Regions from separate parts of the Pan paniscus genome. Here region 2 is linked to region 1. Evidence: chromatin contacts called from public Hi-C data. All regions are on one chromosome and are shown on one strand. Each heading gives the region's core, a stretch centred on a gene start, on an enhancer-like site or on the middle of the called end of the contact. The rest is flanking DNA. Distances are from core to core; before and after follow the strand shown.

Region 1 (3,846 bases), core at 1,022-3,521:
TTGCAGGGAGCCAAGATCGCGCCACTGTGCTCCATCTTGGGCAACAGAGGGAGACTCCATCTAAAAAACAAACAAAAAAGAGTTCACATATCATAAAGCTCACTGGTTTTAAGTCTATGGCTCCATAAGCTTTCATACATTTATACGGTGGTGCCACCATTGCCACAATCCTGTTTTGGAATGCTTCTGTCCCTCCAAAAATTCCCTCTAGCCCATTTGCTCTCAGTCTCCACTCTTGCCCCCTGCCCTAGGCAACCCCTAATCTGCTGTCTTACAGTTTTTCCTTGGTAGGAAATTCCTATAAATGGAATCTTTTATATGATGAGTAAATCATAATAAATCAAATAAAATACGCACTTTTTGGTGTCAGGCTTCTTTCACTCAGCATAATGTTTGACCTTCATCCATGTTGATCCAGGTATTAATAGTTTGTTCCTTTTTATTCCATTGTATGGATGTATGACTGTTTGTTTACCCATTCGCCTTGATGGACATTTGGGTTGATTCCAGTTTGGGGCTACTATGAATTATGCTGCTACGAACTTTTTTTTTTTGAGACAGGGTCTTGCTGCCACATAGGCTGGAGTGCAGTGGCACAATCTCAGCTCGCTGCAGCCTTGACTTCCTGTGCTCAAGTGATCCTCCCACCTCAGCCTCCTGAGTAGCTGGGACCACAGGCGTGATCCGCTGCGCCCAGCTAATTTAAAAAAATTTTTTTGTAGCAATGGGGTCTCTCTATATTGCCCAGGGTCTCTCTCTATCAAACTCTTGGGTCCAAGTGATCCTCCCACCTCGGCCTCCCAAAGTGTTGAGATTACAGGTGTGAGTCACCCTGCCTGAACTGCTATGAATATTTCAGTAGGAGACCTTGTGTGAACATGTTTTCATTAATCTTGGGTGGGTACCTAGGAGGGGAATCACTGGGTCATATAATGAGGGTTTAGCTTTTTAAGAAACTGCCAGTCTTTTCCACAATGGCTGTACCATTGACTTTCCCCCCAGCAGCGATGGGGGTCTGCCCCCGAATTTCTTAAATGAGCATTTATTTCCTCATCCCACAAACCCCTCTTAAGCAACTAATTAGGCCCACGTAGAGCTTGCTGGATTAGCTGTCCATCTCCGAGGTGCTTGGTCCCTTTTCTGCAGTTAGGGGAGTGGGGTGGCTCTCTCCCCTCTGCATAGCATCTTCTGGGTGCTATGAGGAACGCAGAGTGTTTGGACACAGTGCTTGTCTTCAAAGAGCTACAGGAGGAAGCTGAATCATTACCCTGGGCAGGTAGATCCAGAGAGGGACACAGTATCAGTATAAATGCAGAGAGGGACACAGTATCAGTGTAAATGTTCCAAGAATCGAGAGAAGGGAGAAGTCATGTAAACCCAGGAGTTCATCATCAGACAGGAGTAGGGAGAAGCTTAAAATGGGAGCACAGGTTTAGGGGGCAAATGGATTTGGATTTGAAACCAACTCTGCCATTTGCCCCATGTGAGATTCTAGGCAAGGTCAATCCCTTAATCTCTCTGAGCCTCAGTTACTACATCTGTACAATGGAGGTGATAAGAACTACCACTCCAGGTTGTTGTGAGAACCAGAAATATGCTTGGCCGGATGCGGTGGCTCACACCTGTAATCCCAACACTGGGAGGCAGAGGCAGGCAGGTTGCTTGAGCCCAGGAGTTCGAGACCAGCTTGGGCAACACAGTGAGACCCCCGTCTCCACAAAAAGAAAGAAAGAAAAAGAAATATGCATGTTGGTGTCTGATATGTAAGTGTCTTGGCAAATGGTAGCAGTTATTGTAGTTTTTCAGAGCTGAGCTCTGAAAAAACGGGCAGCTTGGTGGCAGCCTGGTGGCGGGGAAGGCTGGGAGCCATCTTGGTGACAGGCTTTATTTGCAGTAAATTCTCAAACCCACTGAGAAAGAGCATAGTGGGGCGGGGGGTGGGGGAGGATGGGGAGCCAGAAAGAACCCGGAGAATGAAAACCCAGCCCCTTCCACCGATTCCCACCACCGCCTTGTCCTTGTCCTCCGAGTGATGATGAGAATGCCTCGGTGGCCGCCCAGCTCACTTTCCCAGGACGTGTTTTAACCCAGCGTTAATTAGTGATTGTGGCTGCATCTAGGGCTGGGGGCTTGAGCTGAAGAAAGAAAGTACCCCAGAGAAAGGCAGATTTTAAAAGGCCCCAAAAGTCTGGGGCAGTGAGGCTCTGTGGAGAGGGAGACAAGCCGTGCATTTGTGTTGCAAATTTCCAGTGTGTGCAAGCCAGCCATTCAATGAGGGCGATGCTACTGGCAGCCGGCATGGGGGTGGGGAGGGAAAGGAAGTCCACAAAGGGGGCCTGTCTGAGGACCTCAGACCCTGCTTTGTAAAAGCTGCTTTCATCCCCCTCCCTGGTTGATGGCAGTGTTCCCAGTCCAAGGCCACTGTGCAAGGATCCAGAGGCCTGGACCCCAGACTCCCAGATTCTCTTGACCCTCCCCACTTGCCCTTCTAGGCCTGTTTTTGTGGCATCAGCAGCAGCAGGTGTCTGAGTGCTCCCGGGTACTGTGTCAGAGGATACCAGGTTTAAGTGGTGTGGGCTTGCTAGGTGGCTTCAGGCAAAGTCACTTAACCTCCCTGAGTGTCAGTTTCCTCTTCTGTAAAATGGAGATGATGTGGTCCTTTCCCCTGCTTCACAGGGTCCTACCCAAACAGAAGGGCCTGTGATTGGATGGCAGCTCAGAGCTTCATTTCTTTCTCAAAAAGTCTGCATCTGGGAAAGTCATTAGAAGAGCTCTTTTAATGAAGAGATGAGGTTGATTGTACTTAGCAAATCAATGAAGCAACTCTGGGTTCCTTGGAAATGTTACTCCCACGAGTATTTTAATTTTTTTTTCTTTTGAGATGGAGTTTAGCTCTTGTTGCCCAGGCTGGAGTGCAATGGCATGATCTCAGCTCACAGCAACCTCCACCTCCCGAGTTCAAGCGATTCTCTTGCCTCAGCCTCCCCAGTAGCTGGGATTGCAGGCATGCACCACCATGCCAGACTAATTTTGTGTTTTTAGTAGAGATGGGATTTCACCATGTTGGCCAGGCTGGTCTCGAACTCCCAACCTCAGGTGATCCACCCACCTCAGCCTCCCCAAGTGCTGGGATTACAGGCATGAGCCACCGCACCCGGCACTAATTTTTTTTTTTTTTAAGACAGTCTCGTTCTGTCACCCAGGCTGGAGTGCAGTGGCGTGATCTCTGCCCACTGTAACCTCCGCCTTCCAGGTTCAAGCAATTATCCTGCCTCAGCCTCCCAAGTAGCTGAGACTATGGGCACAAGCCACCATGTCCAGCTAATTTTTGTATTTTTAGTAGAGACAGGGTTTCACCATGTTGGCCAGGCTGGTCTTGAACTCCTGACCTCAAGTGATTTGCCTGCCTTGGCCTCCCAAAGCGCTGGGATTACAGGTGTGAGCCACTGCACCTGGCCCGTGAGTATTTTAAACATTCACCTTGCTTGGAATCTTTGGGCCTGCCACAAGTCAATTAGGCACACTAACCAGGTTGTTTTTTGAGTTGGTAGATTTGGTGCGGGTGCCAAGCCTGCTGCATAGGAGGCTGTCCCCAGCTGATCCTCGGGTAACCTTTCCCTGGTGAAGATATGACCATACTTCAAAAGCCCCCTTGGAGGCCATCTCTTCAAGAAGCATCCTCCCTCCCAGGCCTTGCCTGTGGTTGAGTGATTTTATAATTTTATATGCAGAAAATTGTCTCCTTTCCTGAGACCCTTGGGATGCCTGGGACCAAATCTTTGAGCCCTCTAAAGCTTTCTAATCAAAGTGTGGTCCATAGACCAGCAGTATTGACAGCACCTGGGG
Region 2 (3,750 bases), core at 759-3,258, 270 kb after region 1:
CGGCCTGCCTGGCCTCCCAAAGTGCTGGGATTACAGGAATGAGCCACCATGCCTGGCCCAGGATGATCTTTGTAAAATGACTTTGTCACTCTTCTTGACGTGGTGTCCCCTGTCCCCTGTCCTCATCTGTCAAGATCTTCCCCAGTCTTTAAAGGCCCAGATCAAATGCCACCTCCTCCATGAAGCCTTTGCATTCATTCATCAAATATTTTTTGGTTACCTAAAATGTGCCAGGCACTGTGCTAAGCATGGAAGATAGAAAAGAGAATAAGAGCTGGGCACAGTGGCTTGTGCCTCTAATCCCAACACTTTGGGAGGCCGAGGCAGGTGAATCACTTGAGCTCAGGAGTTTGAGACCAGCCTGGGCGACATGGTGAAACCTTGTCTCTACAAAAAATAAAAATAAAAAAATTAGCTGGGCGTGGTGGTGCGCATCTGTGGTCCTAGCTACTTGGGAGGCTGAAGTGGGAGGATTGCTTGAGTCCGGGAAGTTGAGGCTGCAAGTGAGTCATGATCATGGCACTGCACTCTGGGTGCAGTGCCTGGTGACAATGCCTGGGTGACAGAGGGAGACCCTATCTCAAAAAAAAAAAAAAAAAAAGAATATATAGATGTTTTCTAAAAAGACACTACAGATAGTCTGGAGAGATGGGCAATTACGCAATGCCAATGCATGTGCATTTTCTGTCTGTTAACCCCCATGAGATCGTGAGCTCTTGGAGGGCAGGGTTCATTTTGGGTCTGGTAGGAAGGAAGAGACGGTAACTGTTGAATGAATAAGTGAATGATTGAAAGGCTAGACCGAGCTCCTCCCTTTGTCATGTATCCTCCAAGTCTCTGATTCAGCTGGTAACCAGGTCTATGGAATTCAGTTGGGACTGGATGGCAAATTTGGGGCTAAATGATAAAGAATCAGGAAATGGTTATGTTATGAATAGAACAATGTTTTGTGAAATCACAATACTTACTTTCCTATACATCAGTCTGCTTGACAATTACTTTAAAAAAAAATCAACATTATCTCCTTACCAATACTTATATATTCAGGAAATTCTACCTGTAATGGAACAATAGTTAAATGTTAAAGCACTAAGGAAGCTATGTGATATCAAAAGATTTTAAAAGGGATAAAAAACATTATTACCAAGGTGACCAGAGAATGGAGTAAGCTCCAGGATGGCGCAGACTGCAGCCAGAATGCAAGGGTTCATTTCCATTCTACATTTACTGGCTGTATGTCATTGAGCAAGTTAATAAACCTCTCTCTCCCTCAGTTTCTCCATCTGTGAAATGGGGACACATTTGACTCTACCTCATGTGATCATTTGTGGGAATTCAATGAGTTTGTATTATAAAATGCTTAGAATAACACTGGTTGGCTGGGTGCAGTGGCTCACACCTGTAATCCCAGCACTTTGGGAGGCCAGAGCAGGTGGATTACCTAAGGTCAGGAGTTCGAGACCAGCCTGGCCAATATGGTGAAACCCCGTCTCTACTAAAAATACAAAAATTAGCCGGGTGTGGTGATGCATGCCTGTAATCCCAGCTACTAGGGAGGCTGAGGCAGGAGAATCACTTGAATCCAGGAGGCAGAGGTTGCAGTGAGCAGAGATCACACCATTGCATTCCAGCCTGGGCAACAAGAACAAAACTCCATCTCAAAAAATAAAAGACTAGCACGGGTTACAGTTAGTACCCTTAATTACCTATTGTTACAAATATGTAAAATTATCCTGGGGACTGGAGGCACTGTGGGAGCCCTGGCAGGGAGGGCCTCTCCCCACTATGGCTTTTAAGGTGTCAGGACAACTGGGTTTAAATCCCTGACCTACTTTCCTGACCTTGGGAAATGTTCCCAACTCTAAGGCCCTTTTGTTCCACACTTCTCAGGGCTTTCTCAGATGGGAAGCAAGTGTGCTATTTTAGCCAGGTCTGTGGTGACACCTAATGGTAAAATGGGGAACTGCCTGATCTTACTAAACTTCCATCAACCTATTAATAGTACAAGCAATAACTATATATCACGCTCTTACCATGTGCCAGACACTGAAAGCTGTGTGAACTGTTTTAGTTCACAGCTTAGGCTGACTGATTTAACCAATCAGCAAGTCCTGACAGCCCTGCCTCCAAAATAAGTCACAACCTAGCCCATCTTCTTATATCACCACTGCCTTCATGCTTGACCAAGCCACCACCACCCAGACACCAGCCTCCACCTCCTCACCACCTCTTCCCACTTCTTCTCTTGCTCTCCAGTCCATCTAAATCCTCCTAAAGAAATGGGAGGGTCAGTGGGAGGTTTTAAAGAGGAAAGTGATCTGATCTGACTTGCTTTTTTTTTTGAGACTGAGTCTCGCTCTCGTTGCCCAGGCTGGAGTGCAATGGTGCAATCTCGGCTCACTGCAACCTCCACCTCCCGGGTTCAAGCGATTCTACTGCCTCAACCTCATGAGTAGCTGGGATTATAGGTGCCTGCCACCATGCCCAGCTAATTTTTTGTATTTTTTTAGTAGAGACGGGGTTTCCCCATGTTGGCCAGACTTCAGGCTGGTCTCAAACTCCTGACCTCAGGTGATCCACCCACCTCGGCCTCCCAAAGTGCTGGGATTACAGACGTGAGCCACCGTTCCTGGCCACGACTTCCATTTTTAAAAGATCACTGTAGCTGATGTAAATGGATTGGAGAGCGAGAGAGGAAGTGGGGAGGTGGTGGGGAGGTGGAGGCAGGTCTGGGTGGTGGTAGCCTGGTTAAGCATGAAGGCAGTGGTGATATAGGAAAGTAGGCTAGTTTGTGACTTTCTTTGGAGGCAGGGCTGTCAGGACTTGCTGATGGGTTAAATTGTTCAGTAGGTAGATAGTCAGACATGGTCAGGGCAGGAGAGCTCTTCCCCCTGCCTCCCCACCCACCAGGATTCTCAGGCGACCATCAGGTGATGGTCAGGTGGTTGTTAAAACTGTCTCTCTAAAATAGTAATTGGTTGCAGCTGGCGTCAGAAAAGGTGGTAGACTGAAACACCTGAAACTGGTGATCAGCAGCTTCCTGATAAGATTACAGGAGTTGGGTGAGTGGGCTCAAGAATGCGCACTATGAGGCAAAATGGTGGGGTTTAAGTGGTATGTGGTCTTCTAGGAACACTCGAATGGTAAGGGAAGAACGCCTCAAGTGAGCATGTGTACAACTGCAGTAAACACACTGCGCATGCGGCCCGTCCCAAGTGTGGGCAGGCCCCTGTGCATGCAGACAGCCCACCCCAAGGGAAGAATCAGGGGAGAAGTAACGCAACTCCAGAAGCATGCCAACGTATAAGACCCCAAGTCAAAGGTCAAACCACACACTTGACTCTCTCAAGTCACCAGCTTGGCCCCCTTCCAAGTGTACTTTACTTCCTTTCATTCCTGCTCTAAAGCTTTTTAATAACCTGAAACCACCTTTGCAAAATTATGACTGAGACAGTGAAAGAGATCCAATTTAACAGACTCTTGCTTCGAACCTCCAAGCTGTCCTTGTTCATTCCTGGGTGTAGGCCGAACTAACTTTGGGAGAAACTTAGTTTATGGTTTATAGTTTAAACAAAGATGGTACCAGCCCTTTCCCAAAGCAGACTTCCTTCTTGCCTGGAGACTAGATTGCCTTTGTAGGACTAATATTAGCCACAAGATTAGAAATTATGGTTTAGGAGTCATGCAGCTGGAGGCTCAAGATTCTGAACTCTTGAGATCAATGCTTGAGATATTTTGCAGACCCTGCAC

What was found. Hi-C and Micro-C count contacts between places; a contact is called where the count stands out from the background.
Region 2: a Hi-C map of induced pluripotent stem cells shows a contact between it and region 1, with 7 times the contacts expected there. The contact joins two enhancer-like sites. A contact is called at or near these places in 2 of 3 Hi-C or Micro-C datasets (fibroblasts and induced pluripotent stem cells).

What each region holds. Positions count from the first base shown.
Region 1 is chr21:42,993,085-42,996,930 of NHGRI_mPanPan1-v2.0_pri, forward strand. No RefSeq gene overlaps it. Among named protein-coding and RNA genes, the nearest start is that of GHRH, 9.2 kb to the left of the region's middle. Within about 2 kb of position 2,272, at least 1 of the 2 cell types and tissues checked has open chromatin away from gene starts, as enhancers often do.
Region 2 is chr21:43,260,188-43,263,937 of NHGRI_mPanPan1-v2.0_pri, forward strand. No RefSeq gene overlaps it. Among named protein-coding and RNA genes, the nearest start is that of BLCAP, 6.7 kb to the left of the region's middle. Within about 2 kb of position 2,009, at least 1 of the 2 cell types and tissues checked has open chromatin away from gene starts, as enhancers often do.